Linked DNA regions of Mus musculus: regions 1 and 3 are each linked to region 2. A link is a contact called in public promoter capture Hi-C data. All regions are on one chromosome and are shown on one strand. The core of a region is the stretch at or near the end of the contact, and the rest is flanking DNA. Distances in the headings are between cores, read along the strand shown.

Evidence for each region. Promoter capture Hi-C pulls out the DNA fragments that hold promoters and counts their contacts.
Region 1: a contact with region 2 is called in a promoter capture Hi-C map of the 3T3-L1 cell line, with 2.9 times the contacts expected there. The contact joins the enhancer-like site here to the promoter of Sparc in region 2. A contact is called at or near these places in 3 of 39 promoter capture datasets (the 3T3-L1 cell line, 3T3-L1-derived adipocytes and embryonic stem cells), 1 of 484 Hi-C or Micro-C datasets (uterus) and 2 of 115 datasets of contacts at active chromatin or transcription factors (embryonic stem cells and extraembryonic endoderm stem cells).
Region 3: a promoter capture Hi-C map of hippocampal neurons shows a contact between it and region 2, with 3 times the contacts expected there. The contact joins the promoter of Gpx3 here to the promoter of Sparc in region 2. A contact is called at or near these places in 3 of 39 promoter capture datasets (embryonic stem cells, hippocampal neurons and stem cell-derived epiblast-like cells) and 1 of 115 datasets of contacts at active chromatin or transcription factors (extraembryonic endoderm stem cells).

What each region holds. Positions count from the first base shown.
Region 1 is chr11:54,883,836-54,887,356 of GRCm38.p6, reverse strand. No RefSeq gene overlaps it. Among named protein-coding and RNA genes, the nearest start is that of Gpx3, 17 kb to the left of the region's middle. RefSeq lists an enhancer at 3,200-3,521. Within about 2 kb of position 2,211, at least 114 of the 459 cell types and tissues checked have an H3K27ac peak or open chromatin away from gene starts, as enhancers often do.
Region 2 is chr11:55,418,492-55,421,617 of GRCm38.p6, reverse strand. It overlaps Sparc (secreted acidic cysteine rich glycoprotein), which reads left to right and starts at 1,538. Exons shown (of 10, transcript NM_009242.5): 1 at 1,538-1,830.
Region 3 is chr11:54,901,567-54,905,026 of GRCm38.p6, reverse strand. Gpx3 (glutathione peroxidase 3) reads right to left here and starts at 2,173. Exons shown (of 5, transcript NM_008161.4): 1 at 1,975-2,173. The coding sequence starts at 2,061.

The DNA of each region.
Region 1 (3,521 bases), core at 962-3,461, 530 kb after region 2:
TTTTGTCACAGTGTTGAGCGAGAACTAACACAAGGAAGGATTTGGCTCTGGACGTGGGATACAGTCCCTCCAATTTACATGGTTATGACTGGTCAAGATGACGGTGACGGGGCTGAGGATGTAGTTCAGTTGGTAGGATGCTTGCCTGACATGCACAAAGCCTGTGTTTGATCCCAAGCATGATATAAACCAAGTACGGTGGCACATTGCCTGTTATTCTAGCAGAAACAGGTGGATCAGCAGTTCAAGGTCACACTCAGCTACACTTCAAATTGGAGGTATTATCCTAAGCTACCTAAGACCCTGCCTCTAAATAAGTGCCCATGATGGTTTTTATGTGGACACAAAACAATTATCAGCTCAACAAGAATAAGATAGAATTTATTCTTATGCCAATATGAATGGCTCTGGCTAAGATTCAAGTTGCCCTAAGTAACATGTCCCTCCTTAGTAGTAGTTTCATGAGAGTTCATTAGTTATAGACCAAAGAAAGTCATAAGTCAAGGCTTTACCAAACATTCTAGAGAGGTTCCAAGCCTTTTGAAAAAGGTAGCCAGTGCTCTTAACTACTAAGCCATCTCTCCAGTCCTCATTTTTTGGGGGAAGGGGAGAATTTGGGGATATTTATTTGTTTGTGACAGTGTCCCTAATGTAGCCCTGCCTAGCCTGGTGCTTATTATATAACCCGTGCTAGTCTTGAACTCACAAAACTCTGCCTGACTGTACCTCCTAAGTGCTGGGTGCTGATTTACAATGAAGGAAGCAGGCATAGAGAGGTTCAGTAAACCTGGCTTCTCGGTAATGGAGATGGGATCTGTCCTAGTTAGCTTTAACTGTCCATCAAGTTGACACAGACTGAGATAACTGATCTGAGAAGGAGCCTCAGTTGAAGAATTTTCTAGATCAAATTGGCCTGTGGCCATACCTGTGGAGGATTGTCTTAATCTTTGATGCAGGAGAGCCCAGCTCACTGTGGGCAGCACCACCCTTAGGCAGGAGGGCCTGGGTTGTATAAGAAAGTTAGTTAGACCCTCAGGGTGAAGCATCAAGCAGCCTTCCTCCTTGATTTCTGCTTCAAGTTCCTGCTTGAGTTCTTACCCTGACATCACTCATTGTTGGATCATCAACTGAAGTATCAGACAAACAAACCATTTCTTTCTTTAATTTGCTTTTGGTTAGAGTGCTTCTTCATTGTTGCAGACTTTGAGACCACCGGGAGAGACCACCTGAACTCTTATCAAGTTTTAATTAGCCAAATTTTATTAAAGCTGCAACTAACCACAATCTCCTTGGATGGATTTAAGACTGCAACTTTTTAAAGGCTACATCTGCTCCTGGGGACCTTCAGTTCTGCTGGCATGGGACAACATCCTAGGCCGGTGTTTTGTATTGTCTTATCAGCCTCAGGTTGCTCACAGGGCTGGCCTCAGCCCTCTAAGATGGAGTCCTCAGCTACTATATCATAACAGAAGAAGAACAGGCTTCCATCTTGGAGAGCTCACTTTGTGCCCTGCATTTGTAGTCCAGACAACGGAGGGGACTTGCCTGCCATTCACATGGTAGTTTCTTACCGTTAAGGCAATGGAAGAGCCAGACAGAAGTCCAGAAGAAGCCAACAAGCAAAGTATCTATGCCCTCCTGTTCTACACTGTTCCTCCACCCCAACCTACCCTCCAGATGATAGGATCAGTTTATTAAAAAGCAGAGAGCCCTAGGGCATGGCCTTGTGGGAACGTGCCAAGGCCAGCCTGACCCCATCAGAATCAGTTGTCTTGAGCTTGAAGCCTGGCTTTTTGGTCCATCCCCCAAGGCAGTAAAAGGGCAATCAGCTTAACATGGCCAGCAGTGGCAATGGGGACAAGTTTGGAGAAGACAGGCAGGGAAGGGAAAGGATTTCTCCTTAGAGGGAAGGTTAGGGTGAAGGATAATAGGAGAACCAAGAAAACTGAAGCTCAGAAAGATCAATTGCCCACTCAGAGGTACCAGGTGCAGGTCCTCTGGAAAGGCATCCTTGTCCACTAGAGAAGATAGGGGGTGCAGGGAGGGGGATGGGCAGGAGAGTGGAGAGGGAGAGAGGCAGACATTGTAAAAAGAAGGAAAACGTGTGGTTCTTGGTGCTCTGCCCAGCAAGGGCCGTGTGTTCAGAGCTGTCCCCTCCCAGGAGGCTCACTGGAGAAGGGGCGGGTGTTTATGAAGAGCCTGACTCCAGGAGCAGCATGACCTCCTGGCCTGTCCCTGCTGGTTGCTGCCCCGTGACTGCTCCTGGCTATAAACAGCCTGTTTATTAAACCGCAGGAAATTGGCCCCTCCACCACTTGAGCAATTTGAGAGAACAGGAGGTTCCTGGTCAAGAATTTACAAACTGGGAGGGCTGGCTGCTGGGAGCCTATGGTGCTCAAAGACCTGGCTTGAAAGGGCTTTGGGGAGAGTGCCCTCCGTCCGCTCCTCTTGCAGCCTTGCTTAGGGCTTCCCAAACCCTGGAGGCCCTCAAGAGTCAGAGGTGGCCCCTTGAAGGCTATTACGTTGACTTACCTCTTTATTTGGTCAAATAGCCCCATGATTAGAGCACTATAGTGACATCAAATGAGAAGAGAGATTTCAAAAGCACTTGGAGGGAGGCAGGAAGAGCTAGCGCCTGAAAAGTGCTTGTCTTGCAAGCTTGAAGACCAGAGTTCAATCCCTAGAGTGCTCTCGTTCTCTCTCTCTCACTCTCTCTCTCTCTCTAAAAGCTGGGGGTGGGGGTTGTAGAGATGTCTCAGCAGTTAAGAACACTTCCTGTTCCTGTTTTTGCAGAGAATCTAGGTTCAGTTCCCAGTACACACAGGGCAACTCAAACTGTCTCTAACTCCAGCTCCAGGGGATCCTCAATGCCCTCTTCTGTGTTTGGTAGGCACCAGGCACTTGCATGCACACAAAATGAAAAAAAAAAAAAAAAAAAAAGACGGGTGTGTGGCCCACATCTGCAGTCCCAACACTGAAGAGGCAGAGACAGGCAGATCCCTGGGGCTCACTGACCATCAGCCCAGCCATCTTGAAGAGTTCATCTAGGCCTTGCTTCAAAACAAGGGAGGGCTGGCAAGACAGCTCAGTGGGTAAAGGCACTCGTTGCCACAGATCTGAGGAGAGCTTGATTCCCAACCTGTATGTCGAAAGGAGAGAACTGACTTGTGGACATAGTCTTCTGACCTGCATTATGGTCTCGTGTACATGGATCAGGGCACTCCCCTCCAAAAAAAAAAAATACATATATATAAAATTGTTTAAAAGAAAAAGAAGGTGAACTACACTTGGAAAGTAGCACTTGAGGTTGTCTTCTGACTTTCACACAGCTCGGCGCAAATGTATAACACCACACACACACACACACACACACAGAGCACAGGACCTGAGTCCTGTCTGGTTCAGCCGATCACTTACTTCTCCCCATAGCCAATCACTCAGGACAGAATCACTTAGGAGATGAGTGCGTTGCCACGTAGTGTGTCCTTTTTGTCCTTACCTTATGGCTTTGTGTGACCTCA
Region 2 (3,126 bases), core at 289-2,788:
ATGTTGAGGTGTCTACTTCCTGTGAGAGAGGCAAGGAGACTTATATGTTGAGTGGACAAGGAGGGCTTATCTAAGGAGGTGACATTAGAATAGAGTTCTGAAGGATGAGAAAGGTCCAGGCTCAGGAAAGGTCCAGTCCAAACTGCTTTGGCTGGAGAGCAGGAGGAGTGTGGTAGATGAGGGCGTGGCAGGGAAGGCAGGGATCCTGGTGTGTATAAGCTTATCTCTAGACTGTTCTTTTACCTTCTCCAGTCCCCTGTTATCCAAACTCAATGGCTGCTTCGATATCTACGCTTTCAGGAAGTTTCTGCTGATCTGACCCCCTGGGAGAAGCCTTGGGGTCTGCATCACTGAGGAAGTGGTTCTGCACATGAGGTGCATCCCTTTAGCCACACCCCAAACTCCTGCCACCACGTCTATTCTGGTACCTCCCCAGGTAGGCAGGCCCAAAATGTTCAGTCAAGAGCTGCTGCATAGATGAGGAGTGTCCATGTTCCCCAAAGAAGAGTGGGGCTGAAATGTAGACTCAGCGTTCTCAGACCACTTTTGGTCAGGTGTTACTGGGTAAGCTGTTTGCCCTGCGTGAGCCTGTGCCCCTGTTATTAAAATGGCCTCTTGGGACCGGAGAGATGGCTCAGCGGGTAAGAGCACTGACTGCTCTTCCAGAGGTCCTGAGTTCAATTCCCAGCGACCACATGGTGGCACACAACCATCTGTAATGGGGTCCGATGTCCTCTTCTGGTGTGTCTGTCTGGGCTGCAAATGCAGCTTCATTGGTAGCATGCTTGCTTAACAATCATTAACACCCCCCCCTGCCCCCCCCCCGGCCCCGAGGTCAATCCTCAGCACTAAATAAAATAGTCATGGTAGGTAGCACACACATGTAATCCTAGCACCCTGGAAGTAGATAGAAGTAGGAAGATCAATAGTTCAAGGTCATCCTCAGCTACATAGTGAGTGGTCAGCCCAGGCTACGTGCGACCTCTTCCAAAACCAAACAACACCTAAATGAAAGGCCTGTGGCTTCCCCACCAACCCTGCTATTGCTTCTGATCTGACTATCAGTATTATTGCTCTGAGTTTGTCAGGTACTGACAGCGCAAGTCTTCCAGCTTAGTTCTAATCCTTCACGTACCCGTGGTTGGTGCCACTAGACCTAGAGGGGACTTCGCCTCGTTATCAAGGATGATGCCACCAGTATCACCAGTGGCAGCTTGTTTTGTTGGCACTGAGAAAACTGGGTACTTTTGCTCCCCCACTGCCATGCCAGCGTGCACTCTCTGCCTTGCTGTACATTGCTAAGCCCAAGAGAGTGCTCAGGCAAGTTCACTCGCTGGCTGTGTGTAAAGTAGGACAAGGGGCTTAGCCGTGCCTCTGTGACTCTCTCTCTCTCTCTCTTCTCTCGGTTAATGTCTAGGACTCTTCAGTCAGCAGCCTCGGCTCTGAACAAGGCCTGGCCTGTTCTAGGTGATTCCAGCAGCTGTTCCAGCCCTGACCCTCATGTCTGTTTAGGCAGGAGCCCCAGAACAGATGAGACAGGTGGGGCCAGGGTGTCTGGGTAGCACACAGCCTACCACAAGGCAAGGAAGGGAGAAAGAAAAGACAGCTTTGGTTCTGGGGAGAAGGGGGAGGCAGGCCAGGGGAAGGAGGAGACAGAGGAGGAGGAGGGCCTTTGAGTGGAGGCGGAGGGTGAGACAGACCCTGCCCAGAGCTCCAAGAGGCTTCCTGCTGCTCGCCTCTAAACCCCTCCACATTCCTGCAGCCCTTCAGACCGCCAGAACTCTTCTGCCGCCTGCCTGCCTGCCTGCCTGCCTGCCTGCCTGTGCCGAGGTATGCACCTCCCTGTCAGCCCCTGCCCTTCTGTAAGCTTCATCATCTCCTCTCTGCCCCATCCCCATGACCAGTCTCAGGGGGAGGTGAGCTGGAAACCTGTTGCTCACTCACAGGGGAACTTGTTGTCTCTGTAGCACTGCAGAAAATAGCCATGGTTTGCGGGGACCGCTTTCTCTGTGTTCTCTGGTGGCAGAGGCTACTGGTCTGTCCTCTGTCACCCTCGGAGGCAGCTGCCTCCTTTTCTGAGAATCCGATCCTCATTTGCCCATCATGACTGCCAACCCAGAGAAAATCTGGCTGGCAGCCTGTTGGGTCTGGCTTCCTATTCTGGGAGAACAGACATCCAGTTCTGGGTCAGAGCACTGTTGTCCAAATGGGACTTTGCAAGAAGGATAAACAGATCTGTAAACAGCCAAGGCAAGACATTCCCTTTAGTCAGTTCCTCTGGGAAGGCTCTGGTCCCTTCAATCTCTGTCCACCCCCACCCCATCACCCCGTGGCATTTCAGTCAGTCTGAAATGCCATTGTCTCTCCCAGCCTGGGGTTGCCATTGTTCCCAGCCTAATTCTGAGAGGTGGTCATCACTGGCATTAACATTGCTTCTACCGTATCTAGACATCTGAGAAAGCCAACAATTTGATACAATCCAGAGACGACAGGGAGGAGGGTGTGATGGGGAGGAGGGAGACAGAGAGATATAGCTCCAGGACACTTTTCTTGCTACTACTGAATCTATCCAAGACTCAGCCTGTTGAAAGCTTGTCTGCTCCAAGCTGTTCTGTAAACTTCCTGTGACTCCTAGAATGGCTGGAAATAAGCCTCACCTAAGGGGGACAAACAGGTATCAGGCATCTGCCTCAGGGACAGACAGCACACCTGCAGGGAGGGAGTGTCTCCACTGACAACTCTTTTAAGTTTCTAGAACCTTCCTAGTGTAGGGAGTGGAGTGAGATGCGGACCCTACATGAGGTAACAAGCTTTAGGCAATTTGTGGGCGATCTCACATAGCCATCTCCCCTGAGTGTAGCCTTCCTGTCCTAAGGAAGAGGGATAGCTTTTGGGGTACCCGAATTCCCCTAAGACTTCCCAAGCAGGGTCACTTAATTGAGCCTATAAAGTGGTCTACGAATAAGCAACTTCAAAGAGTCTCTGGAATTAGTGTGTGTATGTGAGTGCGCGTGCATGAGTGTTTCTGTTTGTGTTTAAGAGATGATGGGTGTCCACAGCTTTTAGGTTTAAGATATTCCCAAACAGATGCAGACCCCCAGAATGGTGTGACGGTGTAAGGTGTAA
Region 3 (3,460 bases), core at 924-3,423, 520 kb after region 2:
TGTGCTAGCTGCCCTAAGAAATGAATAATGGCAACTGCCATGCTTTCTATGGGAGGAGAATAGGGCTCATGCTGGGGGCCCAGGCTAGCATAGGTCGGAGGGTGGTCTTGATAAATGAGCCATAGATTATACTCACCAATTGAGTCCCCAACCCCACCCCCACCCCCAGCTTCCTTCCTCTGGGTTCATAGAATCCCATAGCCCTATTCCTCCACCAGGGAGGCCAGAGAAGAGTACTGAAAGGGAACGAGGAACAAAAGGGGTGGGGCTGGGGGGGAATACACTGAGCTAAGCTTCCTGGATGCCTAGGGCTACTACTGGTCCATGTCTTCCCTATTCCATCTTCCTACACCCATTGGTGAGATGTTGGGAGCATGACAGGTCTGAGAGGTTGGAGATGGCAGCTGGACCCAGCTGGGCCTCTGGCAGTGTGTGACCATCCCTCCCCCTTCTCAGGATTCCAGCCTGTCAACTGTAAGATGGAGTGGGATTCAGGTCCACTTAAGGCCTTTCAGCCTTGACGTCAGCCTGTGCTCCCATGATGCTCTCTGCCTTGTGCAGTCAGTCACCTAGAAACCAGTGGTTACTAGGATGCCACGTCAGCAGCTGGTAGTCCACAGCTATGCAAAGCCTTCTGCAGCTGTAACCTGGACCAGACAGAGGCTTTCCCTGTCCTTGCCCCTCCCTTTGAGTGTAGAGGACATCTTTCAGTGGCTTTATCACACTGGGTCTGCACACGTCCCCTCCCTGTTCCCTTGTTCTGAAGTTGGATCCAGGCAAGCAGTTGAATCCCAGAAGCCAGAGCTGTAATGTGTTAACTCCAAGGACCTGGGAGCTCAGATGGGCATGCCTGGGCTGTGAGGAGCCAGAAGCTTCAGCTAGTTATGAGATAAGATAACACCACACCCTAAGACTTTTCTAGACTGCTCTCTCTCTTCCCTCTGAACTCACCCATCTCTCCTTCATTCTATGGACAGCACAAGGCCAGTGTGCTTTCCTGCAGCCTCCTCAGGACAGGATTCAACCCCCAACCCAAGCAGTTCCCACACTAAAGGCACAGGGCTAGTGCCCCCGTCCACCCCCACCCCATCTCCACACCACACCCCCTAATCAATCTCTCTCTCTCTCTCTCTCTCTCTCTCTCTCTCTCGGACATACAAGATCTTAGAAGGAAGACCCTGAGGATTTTAGAAACTCAAAGCTAGAGCCTACCCAGTTTTGTGCCCACGCATGCAAGTGTGCAGGGGTGCATGGTGTGCATGGTGTGTGTGAAGTTGGGGACCACAGTCTCTTTCTTTGGGTTCATGCTTTCTGCATTCTCACCCTAGGGAAGAGGAGAGGCCTACAGAGCCCACCCAGCACAGGCCTGACCAAGAAGATAAGCATGCCGGGGCATCTGCCCTCAGGCTCGCCATTTCTATTCCAGTTCAGGGTACCACAGCTAGACTAGGAGAGATGAAGCTCCAGAAGACTTCCTGGCCTGGGTTGGCTTCTCTAGCTACAGTGTCTGCTCCATGCATGGCAGGCCAGTGAACTGTGAATAGGGAAAGCAACTGCAGGGTTCCATAGCCTTCCAGCCATCCTCTCCAGCTACGCCCTGCTGATGGAGAAACTGAGGCCCAGAAAGGGATGCGCCCCCAAATAAAAATTCTTCCTGTCACAGATCTCTGCCTCCAGCGCCCTGGGATGAGTGAAGAAACCATCGGCCCACCCTCTTCCCCGGCAATTTTTTTTCAGGATTGTGGCCACCAGCGACCCCAAGATGACAGTGGAAGAAAATGTATAAACTCGGGAAAGACTGCCCTCCTGGGTTAGTACTGCCCTCTGAAGCACGCGGGTCTGTGTTGGAAGAGCGCAGAGACCGAGGGTTACAAGTGAGGCTCTCGGTGCCTCTGGGGAAGCAGTGGCTCTCCCAGTCGCGCAGTGGACACCTGGGTGCCATGGACTCTTCTTGAGCTCCGGAGGTTCACTCACCTTAGACTTCTCTTGTCCCCGGCCCGGCGGAACAAACCCGGCCAGGAGCAGGGACAGAAGGCAGGATGCCCGGAGGATCCGGGCCATGGCGGGCTGGGGCGCGTCTTGGGGTGGCCACCGTCCGTCTGAGGTGTCCGAAGCGCTCAGCCACATTTCAAGCCATCCACTGTGGCCAATCCGCAGCCAGGCGGGGGCTTCCTAGCCAATGGCAACGCGGTTAAGATTTAAAGGGCAAGACATACCCGCCCCTTTTTCCTCCTCTCCCCAGACCGGGGCGACGGTGACACAAGCCTAGGAGGAAGAGAAGGGGGCCCGGCTGCCTGGGAAGAACAGGAGATGGGCGCGGCCAAGGTTCTAGACAACACCCAGGACACAGCTTTTTTCCCCAAGCTCTGAAAACCTAGGGCCCCGAGGACTTAACATAGAACCCGTTAGTGCAAATAATAAGCACTGTGTGAGCCAGGTGTAGAGACTCACGCCTGTAATCGCAGAATCCAAAAAGCTGAAACAGGAGGATTGCGTAGGTTCAGTGCAATCTGCAGCCTTAGCTACAGACTGAGACCCTGCGCCAACTGGGAATGTAGCTTAGTGGTACAGCACTTGACCAGCTCGCATGAGGCCATAGGTTTATTCAATCCCCAGCATCAGCAAGCTAGAGGGATCTGTGAACGTGATTTTAAATTCAGCCTTCTCGGTTAGGTTGTGGGTGACAGCTCAGGAGAGTAGGAACCAGAAAATACACCACCACCACCTTTTTTTTAAATTAGCACATAAAAATTATGTGTCTATCTCTGTGGTCTTAAACTCATTATTTCCCTTCTCTGAGCCTCAGTTTCCTCTACTATAATGATGGGATTGGTTAATGAGCTCTAAGGTCTCCCAGGCTCTGACTATGTGATTTGCTTCTAAGCAGTAGGCCTAGTCCAGGAGTCTCTTGAGTGTACACAACAGGTGTTTAAATATTTGTTGAATCAATCATTAAATCATCAGATTTGTTTGTGCTTTCATATAAGGTCAGGCCAGGCATCTCTAGATTGAGAGCTTCCAGGCTTAATCCGGTCTGCAATAGAGGTTTGGTGCATCCTGCCTTGCTACCACAGTGGGCTGGAGAGCTGTTAGGACAGTCTTGGGCTGCACATCAGAACCACTGTGTTGAGCCTCTGCCTTCAGACTCATTGCAGAAGGGATTCGAAGGCCCCTGACCCCAGTCTTGGTTGTGTGAGTCCTAGATTAGGTGGCCTTCTGAAAAGTTCCTGACTCAGAGATGCCTCGAAGTACCATGCTTTTACTATGATTCAGGGAGTTAATGTGACCCGTGGAATTTGAAATTTTCTGCACTCATAAGGCCTGGCTCTATGGTGGGGCTGGTGAGATGGCTCAGCAGGTAAAAGCCCTCACAAGGCTGTGTAATAAAAGGGCTTGCAACTGATGACTTGAGTTTAATCTCCAGAACCAAGGGTGCAAGGAAGGAACGAACTGGTTTCTG